Linked DNA regions of Mus musculus: all the other regions are linked to region 1. A link is a contact called in public Hi-C and promoter capture Hi-C data. All regions are on one chromosome and are shown on one strand. The core of a region is the stretch at or near the end of the contact, and the rest is flanking DNA. Distances in the headings are between cores, read along the strand shown. Region 1 holds the start of Strn3 (striatin, calmodulin binding protein 3). Region 2 holds the start of Nfkbia (nuclear factor of kappa light polypeptide gene enhancer in B cells inhibitor, alpha). Region 3 holds the start of Baz1a (bromodomain adjacent to zinc finger domain 1A). Region 4 holds the start of Snx6 (sorting nexin 6). Region 5 holds the start of Eapp (E2F-associated phosphoprotein).

What was found. Promoter capture Hi-C pulls out the DNA fragments that hold promoters and counts their contacts. Hi-C and Micro-C count contacts between places; a contact is called where the count stands out from the background.
Region 2: a Hi-C map of CD4 T cells shows a contact between it and region 1, with 5 times the contacts expected there. The contact joins the promoter of Nfkbia here to the promoter of Strn3 in region 1.
Region 3: a promoter capture Hi-C map of pre-B cells shows a contact between it and region 1. The contact joins the promoter of Baz1a here to the promoter of Strn3 in region 1. A contact is called at or near these places in 3 of 39 promoter capture datasets (the C10 cell line, cranial neural crest and pre-B cells).
Region 4: a contact with region 1 is called in a promoter capture Hi-C map of pre-B cells. The contact joins the promoter of Snx6 here to the promoter of Strn3 in region 1. A contact is called at or near these places in 3 of 39 promoter capture datasets (cranial neural crest, pre-B cells and second pharyngeal arch cranial neural crest).
Region 5: a contact with region 1 is called in a promoter capture Hi-C map of neutrophils, with 3 times the contacts expected there. The contact joins the promoter of Eapp here to the promoter of Strn3 in region 1. A contact is called at or near these places in 13 of 39 promoter capture datasets (the C10 cell line, HPC-7-derived erythroid cells, cranial neural crest and 8 more), 1 of 484 Hi-C or Micro-C datasets (B cells) and 4 of 115 datasets of contacts at active chromatin or transcription factors (cardiomyocytes, embryonic stem cells and stem cell-derived epiblast-like cells).

Annotation. Positions count from the first base shown.
Region 1 is chr12:51,690,546-51,693,211 of GRCm38.p6, reverse strand. Strn3 (striatin, calmodulin binding protein 3) reads left to right here and starts at 1,298. Exons shown (of 18, transcript NM_052973.2): 1 at 1,298-1,790. The coding sequence starts at 1,509. It overlaps Ap4s1 (adaptor-related protein complex AP-4, sigma 1), which reads right to left and starts at 2,246. Exons shown (of 6, transcript NM_021710.4): 1 at 1,898-2,246.
Region 2 is chr12:55,491,274-55,493,939 of GRCm38.p6, reverse strand. Nfkbia (nuclear factor of kappa light polypeptide gene enhancer in B cells inhibitor, alpha) reads left to right here and starts at 1,293. Exons shown (of 6, transcript NM_010907.2): 1 at 1,293-1,640; 2 at 2,162-2,270; 3 at 2,610-2,666. The coding sequence starts at 1,414. Gm36634 (a long non-coding RNA gene) reads right to left here and starts at 645. Exons shown (of 3, transcript XR_381610.3): 1 at 1-645.
Region 3 is chr12:54,985,043-54,987,708 of GRCm38.p6, reverse strand. It overlaps Baz1a (bromodomain adjacent to zinc finger domain 1A), which reads left to right and starts at 1,373. Exons shown (of 27, transcript NM_013815.2): 1 at 1,373-1,547; 2 at 1,902-2,043. The coding sequence starts at 1,931.
Region 4 is chr12:54,794,294-54,796,959 of GRCm38.p6, reverse strand. Snx6 (sorting nexin 6) reads left to right here and starts at 1,298. Exons shown (of 14, transcript NM_026998.3): 1 at 1,298-1,312; 2 at 1,459-1,506. The coding sequence starts at 1,307.
Region 5 is chr12:54,694,575-54,697,240 of GRCm38.p6, reverse strand. It overlaps Eapp (E2F-associated phosphoprotein), which reads left to right and starts at 1,347. Exons shown (of 6, transcript NM_025456.4): 1 at 1,347-1,530. The coding sequence starts at 1,457. Gm22513 (a small nuclear RNA gene) reads right to left here and starts at 459; the gene lies at 296-459.

The DNA.
Region 1 (2,666 bases), core at 49-2,548:
GTCTGGGAACTCTGCAGACCAAGCTGGTCTGAAACGAAACCCAGAGATCAGGTTGTCTACCTCTGCCTCCCGAGTGCTGGGATTAAAGACATGGTTCACCAAGCCCGGTAGCCAGGCTGTTACCTCAACTTACAGAAAGCCGGGCGTGGTGGCACGCCTCTCATCCCAGCACTCGGGTGGCAGAGGCAGGCGGATTTCTGAGTTCGAGGCCAGCCTGGTCTACAAAGTGAGTTCCAGTTCAGCCAGGGCTATACAGAGAAACCCTGTCTCGAAAAAACCAAAAAAAGAACTTACAGAAAAATGCACACTATAGCACCTAAAAACTGACCCTTTGTGTATGTAGTATTTCATTCTAAAACCATTTAATGATGAAGAAAGATATCGTTGTGTTGATTTAGTTCATCTTAAGTTCTATTTACAATACTTTCATTTTGTTTCGATCAAAATTTCTGCCACTAATGACAATATCTGCGTTCATTGACTTCTAAACATCAGTCTCTTTGAAAGTTATCGTTTGCCATCCAACCCACTATTCTCAAGAATTCAAGATATCACAACTTCTTCAGGAAAAAAAAAAAAAAAAAAAAAAAAAAAAAAAAAAAAGCAATAGCTCAAACACAGAGAATCTCAGAATAATAAAGACTTAAGAAGTTACAACGGGCGGCCAGGAGCACCGAAGTGGGACCAAAGAAGCAGGTTGCGACGAAGCCCAGGAGCCAGTGAGAAAGTCCGGAAGAATCTGGGCTATTTGCCAAACGTAGACGTCTCCAGAATCCTGCAGACTGACTGGTGCCACGAAACCAGAGGTCAAGTGAGTGACAGGCAGAAAAGAGGCCCGACCCTCTGGGACTGAGCAAAACACGCCAGGAATTCTAGAGAAACGTCAGGAATTCCAGGGCAGTACGGAGGACGCCTTGCACGCAGCTCCAGAGCCCAGGCCCTCAGCTGAGACCCACGCTGCCCCTAAGGATACGTGCGTGAGGAAAACGACCCGGAAGCCCGACGCCCACGCGCTTCCCCAAAGTCAAGGCAGCATCCAGATTCCACAGGCGTAGAAAAGCTGGGGCCCGGCGCCCGAGTTGGGGCGGGGCCCAGGCCTTTCCCCGCCTCCCGAAGAGCGGTCCATCCTCAGTGCGCCTGCGTGGGGTGAGGCCGGACTCTTTTTGGCTCTCCGGAGTGCGGCTTGCAGCGGCGTTCTCTACCCAGCGTGCCGTGCGCGAGCGGCGGCCCTCCGTCCCTCCTCCTCCTCCTCCGTCCCTCCTCCTCCTCCCGCCGCGGCCCCCCTCTCCCCCAAAGTGAGTGAGTGAGACGGGCAGATGGAGGAGGTACCGTAATGGCGGCGGCCGGCAGCTCCCTGCTCTGATCCGCGGCAAGCACACGGCAACGACCCCCTCCCCGGCCGTCTCCCGGCCGGCCCCCCGCCCTGCGGTCGGCGCGGGGCCACCGTCCCGGCCCTCCCCGCAGCTGTCGGCGTCTGGCACTGCGCCCCGGCCGGGGCCCCACACACAATGGACGAGCTGGCCGGAGGCGGCGGCGGCGGCCAGGGGATGGCAGCCCCTCCCCGGCCGCAGCAGGGACCCGGGGGGAACCTGAGCCTGCCGCCGGGAGCGAACGGAGCGCCGGGCGGCGGGGGTCCTCCGGCCGCCGAGGCGGCGGGGCCCCCGGCAGGCCCGGAGCTGTCCCGGCCGCAACAGTACACGATCCCGGGGATCCTACACTACATCCAGCACGAGTGGGCTCGCTTCGAGATGGAGCGGGCGCACTGGGAGGTGGAGCGGGCCGAGCTGCAGGTACGTCACCCGTCACCCCTCTCGACTGCGAGCTGGGGCCGGGGCCACGGGCCGCGGGGGTGGGGCCGGGGCTGAGGCCCGTGCCCTCAAGGGCGGAGGGGACCTACCTGAGCCGCTCCGGCCGGCGAGCGGTGACGGCGCGCCCGGCTCCCTCCTCACGGGCGGCGCGCTGCGGGCATCCTTGGGGCAGCCATTTTGGCTTTTAGCATGGCGTCCGCAGGGCTCCTCCGGAGCCACCTCTCCTGGGCCTCCGGGGTTTGGGCCCAGCGCCTCTGGGCGAGAGTCTGGCGTGGGCCCGCTAGGCACTGAGTTTGCGCTTGTGGGTCCCCTTGAGGGTGAGGCCACGCGGAGAGGGCCTGGGATGAGCGTCTTTGCCTCCTGGCTCCTGCACCCCCTTCCGATGTGGCGTCCTGCCCCCTCCCCCGCGCCTCGGTACGCACTTGCCCCTTGACAGCCACGCCGCTTCGGGCTACCGCCGCGCACAATGGCTCGCGGCCGGCCGGACAAGTTTGCCTTCCCATCCTCAACTCCTTTAAGTACCTGCGATGCCGCTCTACTCACTTGGATTTCCTTTAGCGCTTACTGATTCATCAACACTTTAACTGAATATTTCTCTCTTGAGTCGGCTTCTCTAGAGTTCCCTACTATATTCATGTTTTTACTGATGCAAAGCAAAGCTGGGCTGTCAGTACAGTATTTAGGAAATGTCTGCGGAAAGAATTGGTCTTAATTTGAAGTAGACCGTACTTATCGCTTAGTACAAGCTAAAACGGAGTTAAATGTCCACTTAATGTGATCCTCTGACAGACTTGGGTTATCCTAACTTTTGGAAGGTGACAGTTGCGGGTTCATGCCTTGAATTTTTAAAATTGCTGC
Region 2 (2,666 bases), core at 44-2,543, 3.8 Mb before region 1:
TTTTGAATCTTTTCCCTCAGTGTCTTCACATGCATACTCAGGGGGAGGCGCTGGAATTCCAAAGAGAGGAAAGCTGACATAAGGCTCATTAAGAAAAAGATCATTCACATCTCACCAGAAATCTATGCAGAACTAGAGAGGCCTCCTGGATCTGGTCTGACAAACTCTGATCCACGTTGCTTTAATTTTCCCTAAGTAGGGGTGGGGTGGAAGTAACATTTGTACTTTTGCCGGTTAAACTAGAGGCTCACAGGCCCAAATCCCTTTCTTGGGGGAGCAGCTACCCATAATGCCGCGGTCCCTTGGGAGCAAGGAAGCTGATAGAAGCAGCAGGTTTCAGATGGGGTCTGTGTTAGGACTATCTTGAGCCTCCTGCAGGATACCTCACAGTTACTTTTTTAGCTATGTTTGAGAGGCCAGCCTTGGCTAGGGCACTAAGTCAATTGCTCTGCTAGGCATTCACAATAAGCTCCGGCTTCATTCTCTGCAACAAGTTAACTCCGACAGCAAGAACGCAACAGTTGCGGTTGCAAGGAAACTACAACTTCTACTAAGATTAACAGCTTGCATTACTTGGGGAAAAATGTGGTTCCCATACGGAGCTAGGATTTGCCCCTCCCCCGGGGGGGGGGGCAAGATTATTGACCCCTAGGAAATAATCTAGGGGTTCTCCAAGCTCTTGGTTTTTGTTGGTGGTGGTGGTGGTTTTGTTTGTTTTAATGCCAAAGTTTTTACAGCTTCATGGAGTAGGAGTGAAGGACAGCCAAATGTCCCTGCATTGCAAAGGGCCTGGAACAGACAAAACACAGCCGGCCCCGGAACCACTCATATGTCCGTCGTCGCAGAAATTTAGGAGAAGCGAATCCCTGCACCTAGCCAGCGTTTCCACTCTTGGGTTTTCAAAAAGATCAAAAACCGGAAAAGACCTGCAAACTGGCAAATCGCTAAGAGGAACAGCCTAGCAGGTCTGCGTCCTTGGAAGCTGCGCAGCTTGGGACCCCAAACCAAAATCGCCCGGTGGGAAACCCCAGGGAAAGAAGGGTTCTTGCAGAGGGCTGGGGTTACTGAGTGCAGGCTGCAGGGAAGTACCTAGAGGGAGGGGGCCTGGTCGGGAGGACTTTCCAGCCACTCAGGGCTCATCAAAAAGTTCCCTGTGCATGACCCCAGTGGCTCATCGCAGGGAGTTTCTCCGATGAACCCCGGCCCTGGGTTTAGGCTTCTCAGTGGAGGACGAGCCAGTTCTTTTTCTAGTCTGACTGGCTTGGAAATTCCCCGCGCCTGACCCCGCCCCTGAGAAATCCCCTGCCAGCGTTTATAGGGCGCCGCGGCGGCGCTGCCGAGCCCACAACAGTCAGACCTCGCCAGCCAGCCGCCAGCAGCCTGCAGCCTGCACCCGCTCAGCCCCGCACAGCCATGTTTCAGCCAGCTGGGCACGGCCAGGACTGGGCCATGGAGGGCCCGCGGGATGGCCTCAAGAAGGAGCGCTTGGTGGACGATCGCCACGACAGCGGCCTGGACTCCATGAAGGACGAGGAGTACGAGCAAATGGTGAAGGAGCTGCGGGAGATCCGCCTGCAGCCGCAGGAGGCGCCGCTGGCCGCCGAGCCCTGGAAGCAGCAGCTCACGGAGGACGGAGACTCGTAAGTGGCGCCGGGCACCGGTGGGGGTCGCGCGGGGCCTGCAGCGCGCTCGGGGTTCTGCACGGCGAGGGCGCCGGGGTTGCGGGGCGCCGGGGCTGCGGCGGGCCGCCTGTCTTCCCCCCTCCCCCTCCTCCCCTGTCCCCGGACCCGGAGTCGCCGAGCGCAGGCCGGGGGGGGCGGGGCGGCAGCGGCGGCGAGGACGCAAAGTCCCGGCCTGGCAGCGGTGGCGCGCAGCCGCCGGGCGCCGCGCGGCCGCGAGGGGAAGTACAGGGCGTTCCGGGCGGCGGAGGGCGGGCCGGTCTGGCCGGCGCCCGCCCGGAGGGGGTGGGGCACGGAAAGTCCCTGGGCGGCTGCCAGGAACACTCAGCTCATAATAACCTCGCGGAAAACACCGCGGCCGCGGCCTCCAGAAACCCCGGCCTTGCGCAATCCCCCCTCCAACCCCACCTCCAGCCCGCGCCTCCCCCCCCCCCACGCAGTGTGCTCACCACCCCTCGGGGGGTTTCCCTGTCATCCCTCAGGTTCCTGCACTTGGCAATCATCCACGAAGAGAAGCCGCTGACCATGGAAGTCATTGGTCAGGTGAAGGGAGACCTGGCCTTCCTCAACTTCCAGAACAACCTGCAGCAGGTGCGCTGCTTGCTTGCCCCGCGGGTGCCCTCTTTGACCCCTTGGTGGAGTCAGATGTAGCACGGTCGCCCCCAAAGCGTTTCTAAATTAATAGTCACTTAGTTCTTATCTGCCTTGGCCTTTTGCATTCAAATCAGCCAACGTCTTAGAACCAGAAGAAAAATCCCTTGGGTTTAGTGAGGTCTTTATGACCCACCTAGGGCCTCCTGTTTGCCTGATCTCCTAAGAGACAAATGGGAGGATCAGATTCCATAGCGGGAGGTGTCTGGGGTTCAGGAAACTCAAGACTATGGGTTTGCTCCATGGCTTATCCCTTTCTGTTTCCTCTTCCATTTGTAGACTCCACTCCACTTGGCTGTGATCACCAACCAGCCAGGAATTGCTGAGGCACTTCTG
Region 3 (2,666 bases), core at 124-2,623, 3.3 Mb before region 1:
AGAGAATTCTTACTATTATTCTGTATATTATTTGGAGGTCAATTTTTTAAAAGTTTTTTGTTTGTTTGTTTTTCGGGACAGGGTTTCTCTGTATAGCCCTGGCTGTCCTGGAACTCACTCTGTAGACCAGGCTGGCCTCGAACTCAGAAATTTGGAGGTCAATTTTCAAAACACCAAGTCTTTAAGTGTGTACTGTGTACTTCTCTGAAAAGCATACAGTCTTACGTATATACTTGCCACTGGGAGACTTGTAAGCTTCTGTGGCTATGCTCATGCAGAAATGTGTATGCACACACACTATTAACTGCTTTTTAGTGCCATAGAACAGACTTTCACCAAGTATTATTTTACTCGTTCTATAATCATAGTAGTTTGAGAAGTTCATAACTGGTAAATAGTCTTAAACACCACCACCCACATACAAATAGTTATAGAAGATCCCAGTTTTTAAAATCATTTCACAGCATTAGTAATTAGGAAAAAAAGTAACATTTTACTGGAAGACTATTCCTCAGTTATACTTTTAGACTCATTCTTACATGTTAATTTGCAAATAAGCAAATAGAGTGATGGCAAAAATTATTAAAAGTTGGTGAACATTCTGAATGACTTCTAACTTAGAATATCCTTTTCAATTCAAAAGTCCCAAGTCTTATAAGAATTAAATTTGGTTTCATTTGTGAAAATTACTGATATGGGAAAATTGTTTAATGAGACATCTCGGTAGTAAATTTAACATCGTTAGGACTCTAATTGAACTGAAAATTGACCTTAAGTTACTTGTAGATTATAAGTTACTTATACTTTTTAAAAATTCTGGGTTTAGTTTTAAATATGTAGGGGGATCATATAAGTGAGATGACATTTCAAACTTTTGTCTTTTCCTGAGCTATCAAACTCTTTGAATTGTTTTAAGTATCAAGAAGGACTGGTGTCAAAAAAAGTTCTTTCTTTCAAGATGGATGATTACGCATGCAAAATACTTTGAGGGTTTTAGCGATTTCGTTTCTTATTCTTCCTTTCTTCAAAACGCAATTTAAATCGGAGCCGGAATCCCCTTTTCAACTCAATAGCTGGGCGCTGGTGGCCCATTGGAAAAGATGAAGACTTTACTTTGTCTGCCATGTGTTTAAGGAACACTAGCGCTTTCCCCAGATCTTCTGGCCGATAATCTCAAACATGGAGGATGCTTCTGATTCCTCACGAGGGGTTGCTCCATTAATTAATAATGTAGCTCTCCCAGGCTCTTCGCCCTCTCTTCCTGTATCAGTGACAGGCTGTAAAAGTCATCCAGTAGCCAATAAAAAGGTAGAAGCGAGAAGCGAAAAGCTCCTCCCCACAGCTCTTCCTCCTTCAGAGCCGAAAGTAGCTCAGAAACTTCCCGGGAGCGCGGAGAGGCGGGGAAGTGCCGGCGGGACGCGATCCCCGCGCGGAGCCCGGCAGTGGCAGCGGGAGCGGCGGCGGCCGGGAGAGACTCCGGGGCGGGGCGGGCCGGGACCTCGCGGCGTTCCTCGTGGGAAGGTGCGGCGGCGGGCAAGTGCTCGCAGGTGAGGGGCTCGCCAGCCGGCGTCCCGGGGAACCGGGAACAAAGCGCGGCGGCGCCCGGGCTCCGTGGCCGCCTAGCCCCGGGGATGCGTCGAGCACGTTGCGAGTCCCGGGACCGGTGGTGCGGCGGCCCGGAGCGGCGCTGGGGGGTGGGGGGGGGAGCCGCCGCACCGCCCGCCGCCGGGCGTCCGCCCCATTGTGAGGCGCCCGCGGGGCGCGCCGGGGCCGCGGCCGCCCGACAGACTGGGCACCCCGGCGGCGGGGAGGACCGGACTCGTCTGTCACACAAAAGGCAGCCGAGCCGCCCCGGCGCTCCCCGACCTTACCGGCTTTCTCCTTTCCCTCCAATTTGCTAGGGGCGCGGGCGGACGCGCGCAGCCGGGAGATGCCGCTGCTTCACCGAAAGCCTTTCGTGAGGCAGAAGCCGCCGGGGGACCTGCGGCCGGACGAGGAAGTTTTCTACTGTAAAGTCACCAACGAGATCTTCCGCCACTACGAGTAAGGCCGGCCGCGCAGCGGGGACAGCCGCCCCCGCGCCCTTTTGTCTGTCTGTCTCCTCTTTCTCTCCCGGGGCTCGTGACGGGTGGCCGGGCCGCCCATCCCCCGCGCGCCGTGACCGCGTGGGGCGGCTGGCGGCGGGGCCCGCGGAGGCCGGCGACCGCTCGGAGCCGCCGCGCTCGCCCGGGCGGGCGGAAACTCCCCGCCTCGCCCCTCCCCGCCGTGGCCGCACGCGCTCGGCCGCCGGTTCCGGGATCCCCGCCGGGTCAGCCCGCGCGCCGCCCCGGTGCCTCAGCCCGGAGAGGGATTCTCCGAGCCCGAGGGCAGGAAGCGGGCTGGCCCCGGACTGGGTTTTTCGCGGTCGCGCGTGGCTTCTGACGTTTGGTAGTGGGAGGCTGCCGGGGCTGAGGTGGGGACGGGGCGGGAGTGGAGGCTCGCTCCGCGTTGGGGGCAAAGGGGTTACTTCACCGGCCGGGAGGACGGGGCCGGGGAGCGTTGGGGCACGGGTGTCCTGAGCGGCGGCCTCGCGTCCCGCGCCGCCTAGGCCTGGGAGTGTGCGACGAGAGCCACGCTCTGTCACCGCCTCTTCTTGGTGACTAAACTCCGGTCCCCGGGGAACTCGG
Region 4 (2,666 bases), core at 49-2,548, 3.1 Mb before region 1:
CTCTCTGTAACTGCTTCTTGGCTGAAATTAGGGTGTCATTGTCAGAGCCAGGAAGGCTGAGATGCTAGTAAGGCCAGGGGTGGAGAGAAGATTCACACCAGCAGATCGTTATTTACATGTATATGTGTAGGAAGGGAGGTGGAGAAAATGAGTCAATTGCAGACACGGTGGTATTTGTTTGGATGTGAGGCATGAGGAGATGAAGGATCTGAAGAGGACAAGTCGAAACCAGGCTTGGACCTTGAGAGTGATGATGTCATTAAGTGGAGACACAATAGTCCGGGCGGTGGTGGCACACGCCTTTAATCCCAGCACTTGGGAGGCAGAGGCAGAGGCAGGCAGATTTCTGAGTCAGAAGCCAGCCTGGTCTACAGAGTGAGTTCCAGGACAGCCAGGCCTATACAGAGAAACCCTGTCTCTAAATAAATAAATAAATAAATAAATAAATAAAAGTGGAGACACAGCTTTGCTTGAGTGATCCTTTGTAGAAGTGAAGTGTGGTAAGTTAGAAATGATTATTTTTATAAAATTTATTTATTTATTGGTTTTGTGTGTGTGAAAGGACAATCTGCAGTACCATTCTACCTTGTGGGTCAGTCCTGGGGCTTGAACTCAGGCCTCTAGGCTTAGCAGCAAGTACTTTTCCTCACTGCTAAACCAACATGCTGGCCCAAGGGATTATTTTCTTGAAGCATCTGTGGATGCTCCTTTCCTGCTACTCAGCTGGACAGTTAGATCAGGTCTGGCGATTGTTTCTTAGTATACAGGCAAGGAATACTCTTGTAATGAGAACGGCTCTGTTTTTATAGTGCTCGGTCATTAGCACCCCAAACTGAGGTAGTTATTACTTCCCCAGCAGTAAAAGCTTGATTATAGCCCCTGTCTGCTTATTGTGTGAAGGCTTTTGGCTCCTGAAACTTCCACAGGCAATATGGTATTAATGGTGATTAATCATCATGTAACTCAATACAAAGACAAGAATATTTACTGTGACTTCCTGGGAGTACTGGTACAGTTTTTTAGGGGCCCTCGGGGGCAAGAGACGTGGACCGTTCTCCGGGTGGCCCTGGGGCCTTCCCAAGCCTGAGCTCGCCAGCAGTGAGCAGCGACTATCGCTCTGGGCCAACCCTCCCTCTTACCTGGAGCAAAGGACCCTGCGTCCTTTCCCCTTCAGGGACTGCTCCCCCTCCTAGAGCGGGCGGGGGGCGGGGCTGGCGCTCGGCTCCGCCCTCCGCCCCACCCGCGCGGCCGACTAGGTTCGTGGCCTTGCTTGTGCGACTGCGCGAGCCCTGGACTCGAAGCAGCCATGATGGTGGGTGTTCACGGCGGCGCCGAACTCGGGGCGCGCGGTGGGGGCGGCGGGCGCGGGGACGGCGCGGGCTGGGCGCTAATGTCTCTCTTTGTGTCTCCCCCTTTCCCTGCCTCCCCTTCGGTGTGCTGGGCCCGCCGACCCCACAGGAAGGCCTGGATGACGGCCCCGACTTCCTCTCGGAGGAAGACCGCGGAGTAAGTTGTGTCTTCTGTGGTCTCGACCCTCGGTCCCTCCCCCGCCGTGGCCCGAGAAGGGGTCCAGGCTGCGCTGCCGCCCTGGGTCGCCCTCCCGACCTCCGCGACGCGCGCCCCGCCCTTCTGCAGCCCTTCGTCCCTGGGGTCGGGCGCTTCTCGGTTCCGCTGGTCCCGTGGCCGCTTTCTCGCCCTAGGTGGGCGATCCAACCCTGTGCTGAGCTTGCTTTTCCCAGGCCCCGCTGCAGGTGGGGTGGCCGGGTTGGAACGCCCCCATCCTTGACTCTCTGGGCCACGAAACCCATTTTCAGACCTTCCCGGTGGTACCGTCAAAATCTTTCTGTGGCTTTCTGGAACCTCGTTTCTCCTTTCTCTGCTGAATGGTATGGATTTGGTCTAAATTTACTCTTTTGTAATGATTTTTTTGCAATCAGCAAATCTCAGTTTTGCCCTAAAAGATTTTTAAAGAACGGGTCGCTTTCAGTATCTTTACTTTTTCTAGTATATTCCTCAATCCCCATCCTTTTCAGGATTCTCTCGATATTGTCTCCCATCTCTAGCTCATGTTAAGGTATGACTTACAAAATAATAATTTATATAAAGATGTACAGCGTGATATTTTGATGCGTGTAGAGGTTGTGAAATAATTACCATTGTCAAGTTAATGAACACAGACCTCACTCGGGACCTTACTCAGGTACCTTCATTTTCTTTTTTGAGGAGAGCACTTGGTCTGCTCTCAGCAGAGTTTCAAGTATCCATTATTATTAGTCACTCCACTGTACATTAAGTATCCAGAACTTAAAACTGAAAGTTTGTATCCTTTGACCACTCTCCCCCCTCCCCGCTTCCTGCCCCTTGTTCAAAGGTCTCATTTCTCGCTCCCACTGCATCCCCCCAGCAGCACTCCATTTGTCTTAGTGAAAGATAGCATTGCATGTAGAGCCTTGTACAGGTGCACTGTTACTAATGTATGACTGCCACTAAGCAAAGTTTCATTGTCACCATTTTATCACTCAGCAGCTCACACTTGTCCAGAAACTTGGTTTGAAACAAGTTTCCTTGTACAAAGCAATTTTTTTCCTGCCTCCCAAGTGTGGATGTGGTGCATGCCTCCTAGCCTAGTTTTCCTTTTGTTTTCTATTTTGCGGCTACTTATCCAT
Region 5 (2,666 bases), core at 98-2,597, 3.0 Mb before region 1:
CCTTACACATCATTCAAAAATAAACCTAGGGCTGGTGAGATGGCTCAGTGGGTAAGAGCACCCGACTGCTCTTCCGAAGGTCCGAAGTTCAAATCCCAGCAACCAGGCTCACAACCACCCGTAATGAGATCTGATGCCCTCTTCTGGAGTGTCTGAAGACAGCTACAGTGTACTTATATATAATAAATAAATAAATCTTTAAAAAAAAAAAAAAAAAAAAAACTAAAACACCAGGTAGAAAGCAAGTCTTTCGCAATGCTAAAGTAAATGTTTTCTATTTTTTCAACAAAAATGCCAGGGGAGAGCGCGAACGCAGTCCCCCACTACCACAAATTATGCAGTCGAGTTTCCCGCATTTGGGGAAATCGCAGGGGTCAGCACATCCGGAGTGCAATGGATGAGCCTCGCCCTGGGAAAACCACCTTCGTGATCATGGTATCTCCCCTGCCAGGTAAGTATGAGTTGCGAGTGCCGTGTGCAGGCTCTCCATCATTGTATACTTACTTTATAACTACGGTCTCTTCCTCAATGCGTCTTCTCTACATTATATTCTCTTTTCTAACCTTGATCCATAAATATACGCTTATATTATGTAAATATTATCAATAACGGAAAAAAATGTCTATTTAGGGAGAACCGGTAGCCTTTGCGTGAAATTCTCATCTACATATTCCACGCCTTTGTGGTGACGCCGCGGGAACTCGTCTGTAGGCCCCTCAACGCGACTCCGCCCACTAAGGCTGTGAGGCGGGGGCGGGGTTTGTTGGTAGTGGGCAATCGAATCTGGAATTCAAAACCTAAGCTTCTGCCCAGGCTCTGGGCAAAGAAAAAGTTTTTTTTAGCTCAATTCAGTTTCTGCTAGCGGAGGACAGGATTCTAAGAGATCCACCCTTGTTAAGTTTAACTAGTAAAAGAAAAATCGTTTTTCCGTGGTGTTTTTCTGAGTAGGTCTATTATACATTATTTACTTGCACACAGCCAATAAACCTAATAAAAACCATGAGAGAAGGGCTAAGATAACAACTTTGAAGAAATAAATCTGACTGGATAGTGATATACAACTGTAATCTCAGCTCTCCGCAGGTCACGGTAAGCAGAGCGAAGCCAGCCTGGGCTACATAACTGGTTACAGGTTAGACTGGGTTAGTGAGACCTTTTCAAAACCTAAATAAAGCTTAAGTTAAGAGGAGGAGGAGGAGGAGGTGGCGGCGGCGGCGGCGGCGAGAAGAAAAATGCACAAAGACAACTGCTATTTTCAGCGGAAAAGAAAACGTAGAGACGTGTTAACATTGACCCTCCGCACGCCCCGTCTCTTGCATCCTTGTCACTGGACGGCTTGCGCAGGCGCACAGGAAGGACTCGCAGTACGGGCGGAAGTGGAGTCTCCGGGAAGCTTTGGGGAAGGCGCTGGCGGAGTACACAGACGCCGGGGCGGTGTAGGCGTCCTCAGGTCGCCATGAACCGACTCCAGGATGACTATGACCCGTACGCGGTGGAAGAGCCGAGCGACGAGGAGCCGGCTCTGAGCAGGTGGGCCGCTGCCCCGCGTCTCCGCCCTGCCTTGGCTGAGGCCGTTGTGTTGTTCGCGCCGGCCGTCCCTGGGCGCAGTGTCGTCCGCTTCACTTGCGGGAGCCTCGGGGCGCTTGATGGCGCTGCTCAGTCTCTAGGGAACCAGGATGGACAGCAGTGCGGGAAGAGGGATGTTCCGGAATTACGTGGGCCCCCAGGCGTGAAGCCTTAGATGGAACCCTGTTTACCGTTTACTAGCACTGTGACCGAAGGCAAGTCAGTTCTCGGCCTCGCATCTGTAAATGGAAATACAAGTATGGGACAGTGTCCTAAGCTAGTGAGGGCCTGGCCCTTAGCACGAAGTACTTATCTTGAAGACTGTCAAGTAGAAACTAGGGAATAGAGAATGGAAAAAAAAAAAAAAAGGAATGGGCTTTTTTTTTTTTTTTAAGTTATGATCTCCACACGCATGCCATAGCACCCATATGCCCATATACACAACATTTTTCTTTCTTTCTTCCTTCCTTTCTTCCTTTCTTTCTTTCTTTTGTTTTTCGAGACAGGGTTTCTCTGTATAGCCTGGCTGTCCTGGAACTCACTCTGTAGAGCAGGCTGGCCTCGAACTCAGAAATCCGCCTGCCTCTGCCCCCCAAGTGCTGGGACCAAAGGCATGCGCCACCATGCCCGGCTATACACAACATTTTTAAAACTGTAATTTAAAAGTTAAATGAATTAAGTCAGACATGGTAGTGTATGCCTATAATCCCATCATTTAGGAGGCCAGAGGGTGAAGAGTTCAAAGCTGGTTCTGGGCTACGTAAGATTTTGTCTTAAAACAAGAAAAAAATGTCCAAGGCATTTCTTGCAGCTGGCTTTTGCTTTGTTGTTCTTTTTCCCGCAGTTTTTTTTTTTTTTTTTTTTTTTTTGTTTTGTTTTTTTTGAGACAGGGTTTCTCTATAGCCCTGGCTGTCCTGGAACTCACTTTGTAGACCAGGCTGGCCTCGAACTCAGAAATCCACCTGCCTCTGCCTCCCGAGTGCTGGGATTAAAGGCTTGCGCCACCACGCCCAGCTCACGCCTGGCTTTTTTCTCCGCGTCTTAATCTACAACTTGTCTCCTTCCATGTGGGTCCCAGAAATTGAACTCAGGTCATGAGG